Regions from separate parts of the Mus musculus genome. Here regions 1, 2, 3 and 4 are each linked to region 5. A link is a contact called in public Hi-C and promoter capture Hi-C data. All regions are on one chromosome and are shown on one strand. The core of a region is the stretch at or near the end of the contact, and the rest is flanking DNA. Distances in the headings are between cores, read along the strand shown.

Region 1 (4,108 bases), core at 560-3,059, 1.0 Mb before region 5:
GAGGCTGGAGGAGCAGGAGTTCAAAGCCAGCATGAGCTACACAAGACCCTGTATCAAGACCACCACCACCATAACAACAAACAGCAAAATTCCTTCCCCAAAATAACTCCCAAGGTAGCTGAGTGGTGTTGCCTGCGATCCCAGCCCTGGGAGGCAGAAGCAGGAGGATTTGGGCCACACCAGCCAGCCATGCAGAAGCATGGACACTGCGGGGGAAGTTGTCCAGAGATGCCTGGACACCAGAACACTTAACTCACCCAGGCAACTCTGGGGTCTTCGCTGAAGCCATGGGGACTCTCATGCTGGCATGGGAGTTCGTGCCTGCTCCCGGAGGGGCTGCAGACTCCAGCCCTGATCATCCTGACAGTCTCCTGTCCCACCCTGCCTGGCTTTTCTACACCTACCTCCACATCCCATTCATTGTCCCTGATGGCCAGGCAAATCTCAGCTCACCAGCTACCGTGCAGACACCACAGCACACCATCTGCCTTGACTTCCTCCTTTCCAATACAAGCAAACGGAGCCACACCAATCCTCCCCTGGGATTGTGACATCAGAGTCCTGTTGGTCCCTCTGCCTCTGATTTCCATAGCCCTCGCTCCTGGCCAAGTCTGGCACATAGCAACTGCTCAATAAGGATTTCTTGCAGCGATTATGTAGATTTTCCTGTCTGGGTAGGGGCCCTAGCTTGGATATTCTGTAAGTGGCCTTGGTGGCAGTTGGTTGAAACATGACCCAGACATCCACAGTAGCGACAGGGAGCTGTCGCAGCCCAGGCTCACGCTGTTGCAGGGAAGAGAGGTGCTAGGGTGAATGCAGTCTAGGCTGGGCTTCTCTCCACAGACAAGACCTGGCTGTAAGGACTGCGGATGGCTTCTGCGCCTTCCTCAGCTCAGCATTTGTGCAGGGCGTGGATAACACCCCAGGGAATAGGCCCCGTGGTGAGGGGCCCTGCTTGGGGGGTAGGACTCCAGGTGCCTCATGTTGAGGCAGGCTGCGGGGAAGCAACCCAGCTACTTCTGGTGCCAAGAGCCACCCGCCCGCAGAGCCCTTTCTCACAGAGGCACCTCCTCCCCAGTGAGGCCTCCAGGGTTTAAGAGACAGGATTAGAGCCCAGACAGCTAGGGCTGTAAACCCAGCCACCTGCTGGGTCTGTTCACGGTCTCCTAAATGGGATGGCCCCTCAGTGTCTGGGTGGTTGTGCCCCTTACTCCAGGCTGCTGGGGTGAGAGCTCCCTCAGCTTCAGCAGACACTCACTGCTTCTGAAGGCTATGAGCTTTGAGGTCCTTGTGGTGAGAGAGGTCCTTGATGGCTGCACAGGGCATTCAGTGTACCTGCTGGGCACTAGGGTCCTGAGGACACAGGGGACCCTCATCCTTTCTTTCAGGATGAGGGTCTAGTCTCAGAGTCCCGTAAGTTCTACTTTGACGGGAGGCCACGGAGAACTATTGGTTCCCAAAGTGGGGGACAGAATAGACATGGCTCTGACTGTGACACTGGAACCTGAGGAGACATGGAGGGATGGATGTAGGTATCTTGGAAGCCTGACCTCGCCTGGCCCAGGCTTGGATAACCTGTGACCAAAACGTCTTGGCTCTGTACTGCCGACAGAGGTCCTTTCAGCCCCCAACCCAGGCCCCCTGCCACAGAGGAGACCCCACATTCCACATAACCTGTAGCTTTAAGCCTCCTGTTGGGCTGTCTCCTGCAAACTGCTCATTCCACATTCTCGGGGTGGTGGGGTGGGTGGGGTGCCGGCACGCCCTGGGGAGGATGGCTATAAGGCAGAGGGCTCACTGGGCCCCTGGAGAGCTGAGGATTTGCCATCCAGCTGTTCACATGGCTCTGCTGCTCCTGGGTGTCTGGGGGATCTTGCTACTTCTGGGGCTGTGGGGACTGCTCCAGGGCTGCACCCGGAGCCCCTCCCTGGCTCCTCGGTGGCCCCCTGGGCCTCGCCCTCTGCCGTTCCTGGGGAACCTGCATTTGCTGGGTGTGACCCAACAAGACCGGGCACTGATGGAGGTAGGGTGGGCGACCCTATTTCATCTCACAGCTCACATGGTGTCTGTGTCCCAGCACTGACAAGGGAAGCCAGGGGGGATTCAGGATGCCAGAGGCTTGTCCCAGAGAGCAGATGTTGGAAGCAAGAGTGGCCTAGGCTAGGGAGATAGCTCATTGTAGTGTGTTTGCTTAGCATTCACAAGAGCCTGGTTCTATCCCAGAATTGCAAATAAAAGATAGATAGATAGATAGATAGATAGATAGATAGATAGATAGATAGATAGATAGATAGATACGTAGGTAGGTAGGTAGGTAGGTAGGTAGATAGATAGATAGATAGATAGATAGATAGATAGATAGATGGGACAGGACAGCAGCCAAGGGTCAGGGCTCAGGATTGGTGAGCAGGGTGGGCTCTGGAACAATGAGGAAGAGACTGGCAGGTGTGTCTAGAAGTGTTGGAAATGTGGCAGGGCAGCAGTGCCCTTGTCTGGGTAGGGTATTAGCTAGGTACGGCTTCTCCCTAGAACTCAGACATGAAGGTAAGCTGGCTGCACCGCCACTGGCCAGGGTTAACTGGCTCAGTAGGGTGGAGGTCCTTGAATTTTGTCTGGGGACTCTTGTTTGCAGAGAAGTCCACACAACTGCAGAGCTAGCTTGAAGTGGCTCTGCCACACCTTTCCTAGGGTGGGTCAGGCTAGACTCCGACGTGGCTGCCGGCACTAGGTTCAGAGGCTCAGGCCCTACCTCGGGGCCCAGTCTGAGGAGCAGAGATCAGGCAGATCCAGCCATGGCTCTGGGTGAGACCCACAAATTCCACTCTAGCTTTCTCATTTTTTTTCAACGGTTTCTCTTTGAAGTGGGGTGATGGAAGTTTGAACATTTGAACAGCGCCCCCTCCTGGGGAGACTGGAGGGGCTCTTGGGGTTCTCTCCAGCTCTTAAGCTTCCAGCCTACATACAGTACGGCTGTATGTAACTCTTAGAGGGTGGGTGGAGGCTGCCTGTCTGACACCTGTCTGTCCCCACCAGCTCTCAGAACGCTACGGGCCCATGTTCACAATCCATCTGGGATCTCAGAAGACCGTGGTGCTGTCGGGCTATGAGGTGGTGAGGGAGGCCTTGGTTGGAACCGGGCATGAGCTAGCCGACCGGCCCCCAATTCCCATCTTCCAGCACATCCAGCGAGGTGGGGGTAGGTGGGCATTGGGGTTCCTTGCCAGATGGGGGGGAGACTAGGCCTCTTGGATTGGTACTAGGGAGAGACAGGATCAGCCTATTGCAAGACAGGAGAAGTATGACCCAGGGTAACCTCCGAATGGGAGGGGCATGGAGTTGAGCCTGCCCCCCCACCCCGAGTGGGCCCCCTGTTCCCTGCATGCATCATCAGATGGGGCGTGGCTGGCACTCATGGCTCATGTCTACCTGACAGGCATTTTCTTTTCTTCTGGAGCTCGCTGGAGGGCGGGTCGCCAATTCACGGTGCGCACACTGCAGAGCCTGGGTGTGCAACAGCCATCCATGGTGGGCAAGGTGCTGCAGGAGCTGGCCTGTCTTAAAGGACAGCTGGATAGCTATGGAGGTGAGTGGGGGACCGGGATGCCCCTGCCCAGCATCTATTCCCACCTGAGGCCTTTCTCCCTGACCTACAGGCCAGCCCCTCCCCCTGGCGCTGCTGGGTTGGGCACCCTGCAACATCACCTTCACACTTCTCTTCGGCCAGCGCTTTGACTACCAGGATCCTGTGTTTGTGTCCCTGCTGAGTCTCATTGACCAGGTCATGGTCCTGTTGGGGTCACCTGGCATACAGGTGAGAGGTTGCCACCCGACAGGAAATTGAGCCCCAGCTGAACTAGAATGTTGGGCCCAGTTCTAAACCCTGAGGTCAGGGCTGGTTGGTACCTAACAATCTTCAAACAACGGATGTGTGACATCGGCCAAAGACAGACTGCACATGAAGCAGGCCCTATGCTCTCTGGCAGATGGGGCATTTGGACCAAAGAACCCCACCTTTTCACACACCCCTATAGTAATAAGTGCAGTTGCTGAAGTGTGTGCAAGGACCTTTACAGTTTGTGGGACCTGAGTCCGAGGGTCCCTCACACCC
Region 2 (3,980 bases), core at 387-2,886, 1.8 Mb before region 5:
TTCAACAAACATTACTATTGTTCATACTGTGGTAAAAATCCCTGCATTAGGAAGGAGAAGCCAGGAAAAGATTCATGGTGGAAAAGATTATAATCAGGAACCCCAGGTGACTGCCTTGATGGCCCCTGATCAACTCCTGCTGCATGACTGTAAACACTACCAATTTCTCATTTTGTCACTTTGGTGCCTCTGTGTGTGTGTGTGTGTGTGTGTGTGTGTGTGTGTGTACATATATGTGTTTGTGTAAGTGTATGCAGACATGTACATGAAGGTGCCCCGAAGGCCAGAAGAGAGCATACGATCCCTTGGAACTGAAGTTACAGATGGTTTTGAGTCACCTGATATGAGTGCTGGATTTGAACTCTGGTCCTCAGGACAGAACTTTAAACGTTCTTAAGCCATTTCTCCAGCCTGTTAGCTCTCTTAGTCAGGTTCCTCCAGCTGTCCTTACTGAGTATTGTAAACTCTGCTGGTTCTGTCAATCAACGACATGCAATTTATCCTTTTACTTTTTTTCCTTGCTATATACTCAGTAAACACATTTATTCAAAACCCCAGATCATTCCCTGGACTACAGAGAAAAGCAGGTTACGAGGACTTGATACTGCTTACAAGTCACTTGACTAACAAAAGGTGCCGAATAGACACTGATCTCCATCTCCTCTTATTAGATGTTGCTGAGCTTACAAAAATATGTATAGAGCAGTCCCTTCTACTTCCTGAGACCAGGAAAGTCATAGCTCTCAAAAGGATTTTGTAGCTGTTCTGAGTGGAGGCAAGCTAGAATCTAAATACGTTTGAAGATCTTGTCCCAATAGCACATAAAAGTCATCAAGTTTTCACTGGTCAGATTATAAAGATATTTTAGGTGCAATGGGTCATTGCAATCAACATCACGTGTATTCATTTATTTCAAGTCAGGGTTTAGATATGCGTCCCAAGGTGCCATAAAACTCATCCTGTAGCCAAGCTGAACTTGAGATTGCGATTTCCCTGACTCTGTCTTTCAAGTGCTAAGGAGTACATACAGGCACGCGCCACCAAGGTTGACTTTGCCTGCAATTTTTAATCTGAATATAAGAAAACTTTTACAAGTCTCTTTCCATTTTGAAGGCAAAGCTAATGAGAGCAGATTTCAGAAATTTTGAGATGATTTTGAAAACGGACATCTTCCCATTTGTTTATTCGACTAAACACATGTACACATACTTAACTCATAATCACATATGACTTTATGTATAGAATTAAAAGCAAATGTGAGCTGTGGTCCAGAGAGGACTTTAGCAGGCTAAAAGCAACGCGTATGGACCTGAAGGCATAAGGTTTTAACAGAGGCTGAAGTCTTTGTGCATATACGCGACAGGACTCGTGGCTACCCCATAGCTGGAGAAGACCGAGGGTCAGGCCTCCTATAGAAGTCCAAACTTGGAGACGTGACAGGAGCCAGAGTCCCCAACAGCTGCAGCTAAGAACCTGTTAACCTGAGCTCCTTCAGCTGTGAGCTGGAGCCAACTACTGTCTTTCAGAGGACAGAGAACCTGAAGCTCTGTCCAATCAGAGGCCCTAGCCTCAAGACGTGCCCAATCAGACACACAAACGGAGGGTAGGGGCGGGCTTTGGCTGTCAACCAGCCTTTGTCTGGGACCCTCCATATTGGAATCACTGTATGCTGCTAGGGAAGCTGTTGCTCAGCTTCGGTGGCGCGGTGACGCTGTAAGTGCTGGGCGATGGTGAGAAGACGCCAGCGGCTCCCAGAAGTGGACATGGTGAGTGTACGTGTGGCGCCCGGAGGTGACAGTGCGGGAAGCGCTGTGGCAGAGCAGGGTCTGCGGTGAGGCCTCCTGGGCAGCTGATCTGGATCCCCTGGGCTGCGGGGTTGCTGGAGCCTGGGCGTCCTGTCCTTCTACCTGAGGGTTCTGGCGCCTTTTCTGAGCAGCTCTGCTCTGGCTGCCTGTTTGCTCCGGATCATGCGTGGCGAGGACTTGGTGGATCATCAGGGGAGAGTCTCTGAATGTGACGGTCATTCACTAAAGGAACTATGTTTTCTAGAATCCCCAGTCCCTTCGTTCTCTCCGTGGCCCACCTAGCCCGAACTTCACAAATGAATGGGAAACAGGGTCGCAAACCCAGAACCTAAGCCAGCTCCACTGCAGTCTACTACCTGTTCTTCCACATCCTCGCCCACACTCCCAACACGAAAATTTCCCCTTTCACCCATTTTGTATGGTCCTGGGCTTACTACAGGTACTCTGCAGAGCAGCTGCACTTTTGAAAGCCTCCCATTTATTCCAAATGATATATTTTCCTTATGGTAATCTCAAACCAATATTTTTTTCAAAAAAAAAAAGTTTTGTTTTCCTCCAGGTACGAGAAAAATTGATTTTTAAGTGTGTTTGTGTGTGTCTGTGTGTGTCTGTGTGTGTCTGAGTGCACCAAATGAGGGCAGTGCCAGAAAATGGCGTGTGATTGATTCCCCTGAAGTGAAGTTACAGCAGGCTGTGAGTTTCCCCATGTGGATGCTGGGAACCAAGCCCCGGGTCCCCTGGAAGAGCAGCAATTGCTCTTAACTGCTGAGCTGTCTCTCTAGTCCTGAGGATGTTTGTGTGTGAAGAGAGTAAAGTAGAGAAGAAACCCCTGAGTCCTTGTTTTAAAAAGACTGTGTCTTCTGTCCTACCCCCCCCCCCCCACTCTAGGCTAGGACAATTTATGAGAATACCTTTGTCTACTTCCCCCATAGGAACTGTGAGATGTCCTCATCCCCACCTCCATGTCTTTTCCAGGTAGTAGGTTTCTGAAGTGCCTGAACCGAAATGCTTATAATCGTCCCGTCTCGGGTCTCTTGGAGTATTTAGCAATACTGAGTAGACCTGAAATGTGGGGTGAACTGTGGAAGAGTGTGATGGAAGTGCCAAGGCCCTATAAGGCTGCCAAGAGGTCCAGTGCTGCTCGTTGTGTGTGTGTGTGTTTTCTACTACATAGTAATTAATTTCTAATTAACTAGTAATTCTATTTTTATCTGTTATACTGATATGTCTGTGTTGCTCTTAACAATACCATCCTTTGATCCATGTACATCCATCGATAGATGACTTTTGTAGCATTGGAACCCTTGGATATTTTATCACAGTATTTGAATTACAAACTGCATGCTAGTGTCGTGTAATGATAGCTGATCTTACTGATCTTATTCTAGGGCACTGGGTCCTCTCCTCATCTAAGAGGATTTTTGAGGTGTGGGGGTGCAGTCTCTCAGGGGAGCACCCAGATGCCCTGCTGCCAGAAGGAAAGTCCTGGTATACTGTCATCTAAAAGAAACTCTGTTGTTCCATTGTTTTGATAATATTTATTCTGTGCTGAAGCTACAGGAGGTCTGTTGTTTGGAATAACCAGTCCCTGGTGGGATTCAAGTGGCTACTGGGGGAGCATTCAAAGCCTTTTCAGGGTTCACACTGGTCTGTGACCTTTCATTTCTTCATTAATGCTGGGAGTTGAGCACCAACCAAGTGCTTTTGTGCCTGCCTAACACTTAGGGCTGGCTTACAGTTTCACAGGTCCATTATCATCATGGTGGAAAGCATGGAAGCATGCAGGCGGACTTGGTGCTAAAGGAGCTGAAAGTACTACATCTTAATCCATAGGTAGCAGAAAGGGACTACTTCCAACTGGGCAGAGTTTGCGCATAGGAGACCTCAAAGCCCGCCCCCAATAAAGCCTTACCTCCTCCAATAAGGCCAGCCGTCCTAATAGTGCCACTCCCTATGGCCAAGCATTCAAACACGTGCATCTTAATGGGCTAAACCTAACTAAGTTGGGTTTTGCTGGGATTCATAGCTATTTGCATAGGCCCAGTCTTTTCTGCTTCCAGCATTCAGAGGATTAGGATTAATTAATTAAAATGGGATACAGTAAAACTGAGACACTTGTTGCATATTAAAACTCGTTCCAGGAGAGACTGATGGACCTTGTTGTTGGGGTGAGCT
Region 3 (4,061 bases), core at 1,105-3,604, 1.0 Mb before region 5:
GGGAAGGGTACCAGAAAGGGCACCGGGACCTGTGCTGACAGAGATGACCTGTGGCTCACCACACAGGAACCACAGCTTCAAGTGAACTCAGACCACCTGCCTCAACCACAGCTCAACGTGGCCACCTTTCCATAGTTGGCGATCGGTGAGACGGCTCTTTTCTGTCATTCCAACACTTGGGAGACTCGGAAAGGAGGATCGCAAATTCAAGGCTAGACTGGGTAAGACACTGTGTCAAAAGTAAAATAAAATGAAGTCTGCAATATGCTAGGTTCTCAGTGGCAATAGGTTATATTCATGTAACTCTACAAATAAAGTAATTTATTTACTGAGAGAAAACCTCATGGAGATCAGGCTAGCTTTAAAAGTGCTCTAAAGGCAAGGCTGGCCTTGAGTTCTTGATCCTCCCGCCTCCTATGTGCTGGGATTGCAGGCATCCACCGCCATACATTGTTTAGGTGGTGCTGGGGATGGGTCCTAGGCTTTATGCATGTTAAGTAAGCGTTCTACCAACTTAGCTACAGCCCCTAGCCCCCATCAAAAACTAATAATTAACTTAAACATATTCCCTGCTCCTGGCCAGTGTCCCCTAGATTCGAACCTTCCCAACAATGCTCAAATGCACGAGAGAAAGTGGAGAACATGGGGAACTGGTGAGGACAGATGTAACCCCACCACCACCCCAAGCCCACGAAAGACAAATGCAACGGCTCGGGGAAACAGGGCTGCTCTCTGGTTCCTGCCCAGCATTTCGAAGTGCCCTTGTGGAATGCAGCTGATCTTATCAACTGCCACTCCAGAACAGCCAGGAAGACCTGCCAAGTCCCAAGAATGTGGCCCGGGAAGGGAAGTTCCGGGCGTTTCCATGGCGCTTGGCCTCGGCAGGGCACTGGGCTGCTGTGTGAGCTGAGACTCGTGACCACTGAGTACACGGCCCGAGCAGGGGCCATGCCTGACCCTTAGGAGCCCTCCCTGCAGCACGAGGGAGGCCAGCTCTGTGGGATTTTTCAAATATCAACCTCAGAGCACGAGGTCAGACAGCAATTCACACACCCTACCATGTCCAAGATGTCTAGCTCGGGGACATGCCTGCTCAATGGGAGGACCGCCCGCAGCCGAGTCGGCGGCTGGGCCCTCTTACTCTGAACATCTGTGCTGTGCTTCGGGTGGTGCAGAGCAGGCAGCCAGTGGGGCCTTGCACTAGGAGGGTGCTCGGTTCACCAGCAGCACTCCCCAGTTGTGAGTGAAACCTCACAGGAACCCTCTGGAAGGCCCAGGAACCCTGACACTTCAGAGTCTCACCAGGAATCCTGAGGGTCAATTATTTATGGTTTACTTTCATTTTAGATTATGTGCCTATGGAGCCCAGAGGTCCACCTTGGCCATCATTCCTCAGGTGCTGTCCACCTTGTTTTTTATAAGACAGGGTTGGCTTTTTGGGGGTGGGGGTGGTTGGTGGCCTGAAATGTGAAAGTTAGATAGGCTGGCCCAAAGGGCCCCAGCGCCTGCCACCTCCCTAGCACTACAAGCACATGCTACCACACTCAACCTTTCTGACATGGGTTCTGAGGGATCAAACATAGGTCCTCCTGCTTGCAATTGGGCCAACAACTCCAGGACCCTCCCCCCACTTTTGACAGTCTTACTTTGCAACCCCAGTTGGCCCAGAATTTGCTATGTAAGCTACAACAGCCTTGGATTTATGGCAGTCCTTGCTCTGCCTCTTGAGTGCTGAGATTATAGATGGGCACCATCATGCCCAGTTAGGCTATCTGTGTGTGTGTGTGTATTTTGTTGTTGTTACTCTTTGTTTTTTAAGATCTCATGTATCCCAGGATACCCTTCAGGTGACTATGTAGCCAGGGACAGCCTTGAACTTCTGATCCTCCCTGCTCTATCTCCTGAGTGTTGGGACTACATGTATGCACGCACCACTACCCCTGGCTTATGTGGTGTTGAGGACTAAACGCCGGGCTTCCTGACTGTTAGGCAAATACTCTAAATGGCACCATTCCCACTTTCATGTTGGACAGCAGCTACACAGTGGGTCGGAGCTGTTTTCTCCGGACAGCTCCACTTAGACGCCTCTAGGACCGGGGAAGCACAGGTCGGGGAAATTACAAACTTTAATGGGGGCAGGTGCGCCGCCCTCCAGCATTAAGGCGGCCGGCCGTGGCTGGCCAAGGGGATTGTCCGTTCGGACTGGGGGCGGAGCCTGCGGGAACTAAGCACCGGTTCCAAGAAAAGGGCGGAGCCACCGAGCTGTGGGTCGGGAGAGAGGGCAGGGCCTGACGGCGTTGCTCGGCGGGCGGGGGCGGGACCACGCGAGCAGCCCCCGGGGGCGGGACGGGGTCACGTGTGTACACAGCCCCCACGGCGTGCGCGCCGTGAGCTCCGCTGCCTCCTGCAAGCCCAGCTGCCCGCCCGCGGCCGGTGCGCGGGCCGCCGCCCAGCGAGCGGTGAGTGGGGCCCGGGGAGGGGAGCCCCTAATGCTCTGTTCCAGGCGGGAGGAGACCGCGCCAGGCTGCGCTGGGTGGACGCCAGGGACAGGGAGTGTGGTCCTGAACCCGCGGCGGGCGGTGGGTTTGCTGCCCGAGGAGGCGGACGGGCTCTCCTAGGACGCTACGGTTACCATCTTCGTCCCTTCTGTTGGTTAAGAGCGTCAGGACATTTGGAACCCGTGCGTAGAGATAGCGGAACTTGCGCCATCGGCCCTGAACATTCATCGGGCACGGGAGGCAGTACCAGCAACTAGAACCCCAAGTGAAGGGATACAGTTTCTTCGGTCCTCAGGCTTGCTGACTAGGACTAACTTAGTACCCGCTGTCCAGAACAGCACCTGCCAATTTAGCGCGCCCCGGTCTGTGATTATGTTCTTGCGAGCTGCATTCCTATTCTCGTCCTGATCCAGCAACCTGACATCTATGTCCACCTCCATGTATCAGAGGCACTGATAACCTGGGGTTAAGCTAGCTTGAAAGAACTATAAGTTAATCCTATTGAAACGCCTCTGGACGTGTCCTGAGGCCACTCCACCCATAGGGGACCAGGCACTATCTCTGTGAGTGCAAGGAAACACTATTAATAATTACACTAAGGGTACAGTCACATTATCCTAACCTGCCATGTAAGTCTTTGAAGAACAACCACAAGGTCCAGATTTCCAAACTAGAACCTCTGGTTGCTCCCAGGGTACAGTGTATCAGTGTCCCCGTGACTCTTTTTTTTTTTTTTTTTTTTTTTGGTTTTTCGAGACAGGGTTTCTCTGTGTAGCCCTGTCCTGGAACTCACTTTGTAGACCAGGCTGGCCTCGAACTCAGAAATCCGCCTGCCTCTGCCTCCTGAGTGCTGGGATTAAAGGCGTGCGCCACCACGCCCGGCTCCCCGTGACTCTTGAATGGGCTCATGAAGAAAGCTGCGACACATCCAGCTAAACCTAATGTGGGGATGCATGGGGATTTAGGTCAGAATGTGTAGGCTGAGTAGTTGGGAGGGGATGCCTGTGTGGTTCACAGACTGGAGGAGACTCTTGCAGCTCCCTGGGCATTCTCTCCTTCCTTACCCCACAATGTCCTAGCATAATCCCCTCCTTTAATGACCCAAACATACTGAGACATGAAGCCAAGCCCTTGGGGGAGTGAGATCTGTGCTCACAAGTGAGGCTCCTGTTTTCCTTAACCTGCCCTAGTTACTTGCTCCTGCCTGCAGCCTCTCAGCTTCCCTGTGGCTCGAGCTGTCCTGACCCAGCAGCCGGACAGTTCAACCTACAAGTCTGGCTGGCCAGCACTGGGTCACATGTGTCTCTGAGCTCTCAAAGGCCCTGGTGGCCCAGGACTCCAAGCACCACAGAGGCTTCAAAAGGCAGAGAGGACTCGGTCTGCAGAGAGACGTGGTTGACTTTTCAGCAGAGACGCAGAGTGACCTGTGCACCCCAATGTCCACTCTGGGGACCCTTTCATACAGGAGTTTCCCCATCTGAATTAGGAGCGCTGTAAACCCAGCAGAGCATTGTTGTGATGGGAGCAAATGTGACAAGATGAGTAAAAATAACCACCAGAGCC
Region 4 (4,103 bases), core at 1,512-4,011, 1.1 Mb before region 5:
CGGCAGCCCAGGGGCAGTGTCAAGCGGCAGCTCTGGGCCTAATTAGAAGCAAGCACTTCCTTCCTCTCCCTTAGCCCTCCAGAGCTGCAGGTCAGGGCTCCTGAGAGTGCAGGTTTCACCAGCATCTAAGCAAGAACGAGTGATTCTAAAGTCGTCCAGGCCATCCAATGGCCAGATGCTTGCAGAGAGAACCTGCCACCTTCACGGACAGCTTGGGAGACGCACAACACACCCTCCCTCTCCTACAGCCTTTGGCAGGACAGGGATACCAATGGAGTCTTGAAAGAGAATGAGCTAAGCCCTGTCAGCACCCCACAATAGCTGAGGGTGAGTTATACACAGCCCTTGACAGGACAAAGACTCCAATGGAGTCTTCAGGAAAAGGGTCCTCCCTGTCAATAGCCCACTATACCTGGGGTGAGAAAATATCTGTGGTGGGTGATGGATGGACCCCAACGTCAAGATACAGACTGGGGTGAGGCTCACTGGGTGCTTTCCCACAGCCGGGTGAGACTGCTCAAGGCTGCCCTGGAGCCTTGATGGTCAGAGGTGACCTGGGCTTGCCATGATGTTCTGCTGTCTAAGAAGATGTCATTATTCCCCAAGGTACCCTTGATCCCCCTGGAGTGGTCAAGAACACCCATGAGCCAATCCAGAGGACCACATGGAACACACATGTCTCCCCACCTCAACAAGGCCACCACAAGACAGGAGACTCCAGAACAGCATCACAGAACACAGGAAGACCCAATTACCTACTAAGCACCGGGGGCCTGTGCGGACCTGCCATCGGAGTCACGAGGCAGGCGTTGTGGCTGAGCCCAGGAGCTAGGCAAAAATGGGAGGTTTGTATAGACAGTGCGTGTGGGCCCCGAGTGGGCATCAGGAAACCCAGGCAGCCTGTGGACACCCAAGTGAGTTCAAGCTGTTGAGGCCTCAGTTTCCCTGCTCATAAAATGGAAACAAGCCTCATACTTAATCTGCCTCGCAGGTGGGGGAGGGGGAGAAACAAGCTGTTATTATAAGGCAAGTCTGAAAATGGGCAGCTTGGCTTACAGCCAGCAAGGGCTGGGCCCCAAGAGGGCAGTAGCTGCGGCAGCCAGTGGCCTGGGACTGGCTAAAGGGCTGCTAGGACATTACATAGGTGAATGGTGTAGGGTGGTTCCTATTGAGCCTTCTGGAAGCCCCTTCTTCCTCCTGCTCAGGCCAGGAGGTCTAGGGAAAGTAAAAGCTGTTCTGGCTGGGTGGCCAAGGAATACGAGGTTAGGCCAGCTTCTCTCGTGGGGTTTGCTGCCCCCCCCCCACAAGTCAGGCTTGGAAGCTGGGCAACCCATCAGCCCTCCTTACAGGGGACTCCAGCATAGCCAGCTTTCCTAAACAAGTTGAAAGGCAGGTCTGAGAGAGGGAGGTGGGGAGAGTCCACTGAGCCAGGCCAGCTGGCAGCAGTACCACATAGCACCAGGGAGGCACCACCCCGCTGCACCACCGTCAGGGCCCTGCGGTGCCCCAAGAGACCAGGAAAGGGCTACTTCATCTTGCCTACTTCCCACTGAAGCTTGGTCAATGTCTCCTCCCAGGGACACCAGGGCCCCTGGGGTGGCATGCACTTACTATTGGCTAGCAGATTCTCAGCCTCAGGCTGGCACTCTTCAGCCCAGAGGCGGGGATGTGGGGGAGAGATGGGAAGGAGGTCCTATTTACAGACTGCAGGCTTTCCGCCTGCATCTCAGGGAGATAGAGTTAAGTCCCCAAGGAATTGATTCCTGGTATGTTCTGAGGGGTTCATGCTAGGGCCCCCTGATATCCCTGAAATGCCCTGTCCCCACCTGCATACCCAGATAGGATCGGCCTGGGAGGGCCAGCTCTCAGAGCCTGCCAGCTGGTCAGAGAACCCGGCCCTTTTTCCATAGCCAATCCTGAGCCCCTGTGTTCTGGCCCCTACAAATCCTTCCAAACCTGGAGCAACCAAGGGACAAAGTCTGGAAGATGTCTGACATATGCGTCTATGACTCCCACCTGTCCCCGACTGTCCTGATCCCAGAGAAGCTAGGTAGAGAGAGCCAAAGGCACATGGCCAGAATGTCCTCACAGGGCCACCCAAGGCTCTGCATCCTCCCCCAGCCTTGAGTCTGTACAAGACGGTGGCCCCAGGCAGGGATGCCATGACGTCATCTCCAGGTAGCTGGGAACCAGGTGGACCCCATACTCCCTGGCAGACACCCTGGGCTCACTGGCCGCTTTCCTTGCAAGCCAACCGCCCCTGCTGATTTCCTCTTTTTTTTTAATACCCCGAGACGCCAAGGTTTCGCAAGGCTGGGGAGGGGAGGCGGCTGCGGGTGACAGCGTGACACGCAGCCCGGCGGGGGAGGGGAGTCGGCGGCACAGGTCGCACGGAGCCCGCGAGGTGCCCTCCGGATGCTGCGCCTCACCACTGCCAGTCCCTGACGCCGGCAGGTGCACCCGGGCCGCGCCCCAACCCAGCCAGGACCCAGCGCGTGGCGCGTCCCCATCCCCCGCGCCCCCCACGCAGTCCTGTCCACCCGGCCGCACCCCGCGCCTCCGCCCGTCCCGCACCTACCCGGGGCTCCGCAGTCAGCGCAGCGCGTGTTCCCCGGCCGCGTCAGTAGCTCCAGCAGCGCCCGGCGCCGCTCCCCGGCCATGGCTGCGCGGCCACCGCGCCGTCCCGAGCACGCCCGCCCCGCTAGGGCCCCGCGCCGCGCGCCCGCCGCCCGCCTTGCGCCATCGCCACCGCTCAGCCCGCGCGCCGGCCCCGATCGTGTCGCCGCGCGGGGCCGCCCTGAGCGGAGCTGCGCGCGCGGGGACCGGGGAGTAACGCACGGCGCGCCCGGGACGGCGCGGCCCGCGGGCGGCCCCCAGCGGCGCGGACAGGGAGCGGCCTCTTGGAGAGCCCGGCCTCAACGGGTCCACCTGGGGCGGGGTCGCAGGGAACCCGCGCTGCGGAAGGATGGGCCACCCAACACGCAAGCGTGCCTGTTGGGTTGAAGCTGAGGTCGCGGGCAGCTCAGGCTAGCCCTACCTATGAATGACAAATTCCAGTACTAAAAGGATCGAAGGGCTCCACCCTCACACGTGTCCAAGTCTATAGTCTCATCTCCAAGAGATAGGACAAGAACTGGCCACACCCTTCCTGATCTCTGGCCCGCTCCCTCCCAGAGCCGGGTGTCTGCTTCTTTAACTGGCCCTAGCATTTCTTTTCAAATTCCATTTTCTCCATTATAAACGCAATAGTAGCCATTTAGAAGCCAATGGCCACACCCAACTGAGAAATGAAAGCCATCTCCAAAGCCTCCTGAGAGTCTACTCCTGCTAATATGTCACAGCCAGGGTGTTGGTTGCTCTATGATTTGGCCCCACAGTGTTCCCTGCCCCGCAAAGGCCCCTGGGTTAAGGGCACAGTCCCCACGGTGATGCTATAGTGTGGTCAGGGCTACTGGGAGGAAGTTAGGTTGTTGGGACCCTAGCCTCTTCGTTATGCTCTCTCTTGCTTCCTGGGGAGGAAGGGTCCGTTTTGTCCCACCACGTATGTCATGCTGCTTTACTGCACATTGTCTTTCTGAGTGTCTACTTTGATGTCATGAACGTTTGCAATCCTGGCCGACTCCACCTGGTGGCCCTCTGCTGAGGCTGTTGTCTTGCCAGGGGCATCTGTCCCTCCTGACCTGGCTGTCATGCCATTGCAGAACTTGTTTTGGGATCAGGAGACAGAACATGCAACCTGCCCCAATGCACATTTTGGAGGTCTTGAGGCCGGTGGCGCTGTAGGCTTGTTGTTTAACGGATCTAATGTTTTTCTCCTGAAGCCTACTGGAGCCTGGCTCCAGACCTGGCACACAGCAGGAGCTTGGAGAATGAAGCAAAATGCAGACTGCTGGGGGCTGGGGAAGTGGTTCAATGGATAGAGAGCTTACCCAGCATTCACCGAGCTGCGTATTGTGTCCTCGGCACCACAGAACCTAGGAGTACTGACGGATGCCTCTACTCTCAGTGCCCAGGAGGTCGAGGCAGGAGGATCCGCTGTTCAAGGCCATCCTCAGCTACACATCTAGTATGAGGAGAACAACCTGGACTATACGAGACCCAGT
Region 5 (4,171 bases), core at 159-2,658:
TCCAACTAAGTTTCTTGCAGAAGGAAGAAAATCTCCTTCGCCACATCACCAGCTTGGTGCCAAGTTTCATACATACAGAAGGAAGTGACAGGTTGAAAAACCCATTTTCCTACTTACGTGGCTACTGGGATGGCCTGTCAATCGTGAAGGACTACATGGCTGTGACTAACACACAAGTCACACCACTGCCCAAGATCTGTCAAAAATCTAGACGAAATCCTTCCTAACGTCAGCCATTAGCTGAGTTCTCTAGGAAGTAATATGGAAGATCCCAAATTTGCCAAGAGAGCTCTAACCCATCACCACTGCTACAAGCCACAAGGAATTGCTTTATGAGTCAGGCAGGGGCTCAGAGCACAGGCTCCAGAGCTCTTGCAGAGGACAGGAGTCTGGGTCCCAGCAGCTCTACTGAGTGGCTAACAGGCAGGTGAAACTTTGGCCTCTCGGGAATCTAACACATCTGTCCTCCAAGGGCGCGCGCGCACACACACACACACACACACACACACACACACACACACATACATATACACAGTTAGAAATATTTTTTTAAAAAAGCATTCTTAAAAGGCATAAGTAGCTCTGGATCAGTCTCCCTTTCTCAAGGCGCCCAGGTATAGGGACTTAAGTGGTGGCTCAAACATACAACCTCAAAAATACAATGTTTTACCCAACAAGACCCAAAGACTGTTGACCAACTCCGAGGGGAGTTTCACCTTCTCTCCATTCTTCAGAGGCGTTCATTGACATCCTCCTCCCTCCCCTGGGGTTAAAAGTACTACCCTAAACCCTTCGTCCCAAGAGAAGAACCTGTCTTTCCACCAATGCTCTAGATGGCCATACTCAGCGACACTTGGCCAGACCTGGCTGGCACACACCAGGCCCAGCTCCACCCTTGCGCCTCTGGCCACATGGATGCGTCCCCACAGTCCACAAAGCCGGGGACCCCAGGAAAAAGAGTCTGATACCAAAGACACATCCCTTTCCCTGGACATGGTCACACATGAATATAAACCACTCTCTAGACCACGTCTCCAAAGTGGGGTCAGAAAAGACCCAGGTGCAACTCCACACGGCCGCTCGCTAACGGAGGGCTGAAGAGCAGCGTCCCAGGGAGCAGCGGGAAGAGGCTGGCCCCAAGAATGTCCACCCCCCCACCCCGGCCAGGCGAGGTGTGGCACTGACAGGTGGTCCCCGAGTGTGAAGCACTTGGCTCTCCGCACAGGGCCATCGGGCCGCGTGCCCTACCTGTCGCCGGCGGATCCGCCTCCTCGTCAGCCTCCGCCTCAGCAGCTGCAGCGACTGCCGGCGAGGGCAGCGGGTCCATCGCGCGGCCAGTCATGTGAGCCCGCTCGCCCACGTGACTTCCTCCCGCGCCCGCCCGGCCAGCCCCGCCCACGCCAGCTCTTGTCCGGCGTGGCCACGCCCATGCCAACCTCGCCACGCCCCTCCGCTCACCCCAAGCAGTAAGACCACGCCCCTACCCACGAGCCACGCCCCAACCACGTGGCCGCGGCCGGGGCAGCGTTCAGCAGCTCTGGTCCAAGACTGAGTGCTAGCGCGAGTACCGCCCCAGCTGCTTAGTGCCACCTCCCTCCAGTGCGCACCCACCTCCCCGCTCTTAGCCAGCAGCTGTTACTCATCTTCTTGCCCACCCTCTGACCCACGCTGCCATTCATTTTTGCATTCGCTTGCCCACTCACACATGCTCTGTGAATTCCGGGGCAGCCCCTGTGAAAGGTGCTACGGACATTAGAACAGTGTTCTAGTACCTTCTGGGATTTGGAGCGTGAAACATGGCTAGAGAGTAGGTCTTCTGACTATAATAGGTCTCTGAAGATTACTGATGAGGAACAACATTCCATAATTGTTTGCAGATAACCAGGCCATTCTCCTTTCTGTTGGGGATTGAGCCCATAGGCTCCCACATGCTGAGCTGGCCCTCTACCACTGTGCTATGTATCACCAGCCCTTTATTATTTATTTGTATATTGTTGGAGATAGGGTCTCAATATATAACCCTGGCTGTCCTGGAACTCACTATGGCTAGCCTCAAACTCAAAGATCTGCCTGCCTCTCTCTCCTGAGTGCTGGGATTGAAGATGCACACCAGGACGTTGAGCTTTATGTATTTATTTTGACTCGGGGTCTAGTTAGCCAGGCTAGCCTTGAACTCACTCTGTAGCTAAGGCAGAACATCCTCCTGCCTCAGCCTCCCTAGGAGCTAAGTTGAACATACATACCTCCAGGCCTGGCCCTCTGACTGACAGAGGGAAGCAAGGATGTAAGAGCACACAGGAGCAGTGTCTGACCCGGGGCTGAATATGAGGACTGAGTCTAGAACTGCAGGAGGAGGAAGAGGAGGAGGAGGAGGAGGAAGAAGAAGAGGAGGAGGAAGAGAGAGAAGAAGAAGAAGAAGAAGAAGAAGAAGAAGAAGAAGAAGAAGAAGGAGGAGGAGGAGGAGGAGGAGGAGGAGGAGGAGGAGGAAGAGGAGGAGGAGGAGAACAAGAAGAAGAAGAAGAAGAAGAAGAAGAAGAAGAAGAAGAAGAAGAAGAAGAAAGGAAAAAGAAAGAAGGAGAAAAAGAAAAAAGAAAGGCAACCTAAACTGCATATAGATACATTATCTCAAGTAAAGGAAAAGCAAAAAAATATCTGGGAGAAGAAGAGGGTTATTAATAAGACTCCATCAGAACAGTTGGGTGTGGTGGCGCACACCTTTAATCCCAGCACTCGGGAGGCAGAGGCAGGTGGATTTCTGAGTTTGAGGCCAGCCTGGTCTACAAAGTGAGTTCCAGGACAGCCAGGGCTACAGAGAAACCCTGTCTCGACTCCATCAGGGAAGGCCTTTCTTATTTCACAGTAAAGACCTCGCCTCTCCAGATATTGATGTCTAATGATTTCCATGGAGTGGACTGAAGGCTCCAAGGTTGGAGCCCTAGGATGCCTCTCAGTCTCCCTGCTGGTGCCTCTAAAGTTTTTAAAGCCCTAAGCTTGGCTGTAGCTGCGTCTAGTTCCCTTTATTTTCCAGGACTACAATCTATTGTGTAGAAGTGTAACAGAGCCCCAGATCTTAGCTCCATCATGGAAGGAGTATCCAGGCTATAAAACTCAGCACAAAACACCACCTGCCAAAAATGAAGACCTGATCCATCAAAGCCCATAGTTCTGGGAAAGTGCTAAGCTTGCTTTTCAGCTTCTGTAGTTCTGCTTCTGGCTAACTGTCCTTGTTAACCGAAATATGTCAACCCAGACATATTTGGTTTTCATGCTTAAAAGCTCACCCTAAGAGAGGTTCAGTGTGACACTGGGATCCCGTCAGTGTAATCCCCAGTGGGCTAATACTTTCTATTGGCTTAAGCCTAAGCCAGAGCAGTCTTCTCTGGCAAACACCCCACAGCAAAAGTGGTTCAAAAGTTTGGGTAGAGCTGGGTGTGATGGCGAACGCCTTTAATCCCAGCACTCAGGAGGCAGAGGCAGGCGGATTTCTGAGTTTGAGACCAGCCTGGTCTACAAAGTGAGTTCCAGGACAGCCAGGTCTATACAGAGAAACCCTGTCTCGAAAAACAAAAACAAAAGAATTAAGGTTTTTGTATGTTTTGGAAAACAAGGTCTCTTATAGTCCAGGCTGATCTCAAACTCTCTATGTAATTGAGGATGACCTTAAACTCATGTGAGTGAGTGAGTGTGTGTGTGTGTGTGTGTGTGTGTGTGTAGAGTTTGGAGGACAACCCCTAAGATTTATTCCCCCTCAGGAGCCATCCATCTTGGACATGTAGGCTGTCTGGCCAGCAAGCTCCAAGGATGAGCCTGTCTTCTCTGAAACTACAACTCCCACCATACTTAGCTTTTTCCTGCAGGATTGATATCTTCATGCCTGCATAGCAAACAGTTTCCTGGCTGAGCTTTCTGCCCAGCTCCTTGAATAGTTCTGTTCCTCCTGTCTCCAACTGCTTTGTGCTGACAGTACAGGCATGGACCGCCACTCACAGTTTTGTAAGGAGATGGATGGAAGGATGGATGGATGGATGGATGGATGGATGGATGGATGGAAGCAAGGGATTTAAACATGCTGGCAAGACGTTCTGCTAAATGTCATAAGCTTTTTTGGTATTTGTTGTTGTTGTTGTTGCTTGTTTTTTAGTACAATACCTCTAGTGATAGAAATATCTCT

The links. Promoter capture Hi-C pulls out the DNA fragments that hold promoters and counts their contacts. Hi-C and Micro-C count contacts between places; a contact is called where the count stands out from the background.
Region 1: a promoter capture Hi-C map of cranial neural crest shows a contact between it and region 5. The contact joins the promoter of Cyp2w1 here to the promoter of Snx8 in region 5. A contact is called at or near these places in 2 of 39 promoter capture datasets (cranial neural crest and pre-B cells).
Region 2: a contact with region 5 is called in a Hi-C map of B cells, with 8 read pairs. The contact joins the promoter of A430033K04Rik here to the promoter of Snx8 in region 5. A contact is called at or near these places in 2 of 39 promoter capture datasets (liver and pre-B cells) and 1 of 484 Hi-C or Micro-C datasets (B cells).
Region 3: a contact with region 5 is called in a promoter capture Hi-C map of pre-B cells, with 2.2 times the contacts expected there. The contact joins the promoter of Gpr146 here to the promoter of Snx8 in region 5. A contact is called at or near these places in 1 of 39 promoter capture datasets (pre-B cells) and 2 of 115 datasets of contacts at active chromatin or transcription factors (extraembryonic endoderm stem cells and pancreatic cancer cells).
Region 4: a promoter capture Hi-C map of pre-B cells shows a contact between it and region 5, with 2.9 times the contacts expected there. The contact joins the promoter of Adap1 here to the promoter of Snx8 in region 5. A contact is called at or near these places in 1 of 39 promoter capture datasets (pre-B cells) and 1 of 115 datasets of contacts at active chromatin or transcription factors (embryonic forebrain).

Annotation. Positions count from the first base shown.
Region 1 is chr5:139,350,807-139,354,914 of GRCm38.p6, forward strand. Cyp2w1 (cytochrome P450, family 2, subfamily w, polypeptide 1) reads left to right here and starts at 1,810. Exons shown (of 9, transcript NM_001160265.2): 1 at 1,810-2,023; 2 at 3,034-3,196; 3 at 3,434-3,583; 4 at 3,654-3,811. The coding sequence starts at 1,841.
Region 2 is chr5:138,621,223-138,625,202 of GRCm38.p6, forward strand. A430033K04Rik (RIKEN cDNA A430033K04 gene) reads left to right here and starts at 1,637. Exons shown (of 4, transcript NM_183025.2): 1 at 1,637-1,766. The coding sequence starts at 1,728.
Region 3 is chr5:139,378,285-139,382,345 of GRCm38.p6, forward strand. Gpr146 (G protein-coupled receptor 146) reads left to right here and starts at 2,355. Exons shown (of 2, transcript NM_030258.5): 1 at 2,355-2,459. All of the region lies in intron 2 of 3110082I17Rik (RIKEN cDNA 3110082I17 gene), which reads right to left.
Region 4 is chr5:139,322,703-139,326,805 of GRCm38.p6, forward strand. It overlaps Adap1 (ArfGAP with dual PH domains 1), which reads right to left and starts at 2,762. Exons shown (of 11, transcript NM_172723.4): 1 at 2,579-2,762. The coding sequence starts at 2,660.
Region 5 is chr5:140,387,900-140,392,070 of GRCm38.p6, forward strand. Snx8 (sorting nexin 8) reads right to left here and starts at 1,409. Exons shown (of 11, transcript NM_172277.3): 1 at 1,249-1,409. The coding sequence starts at 1,342.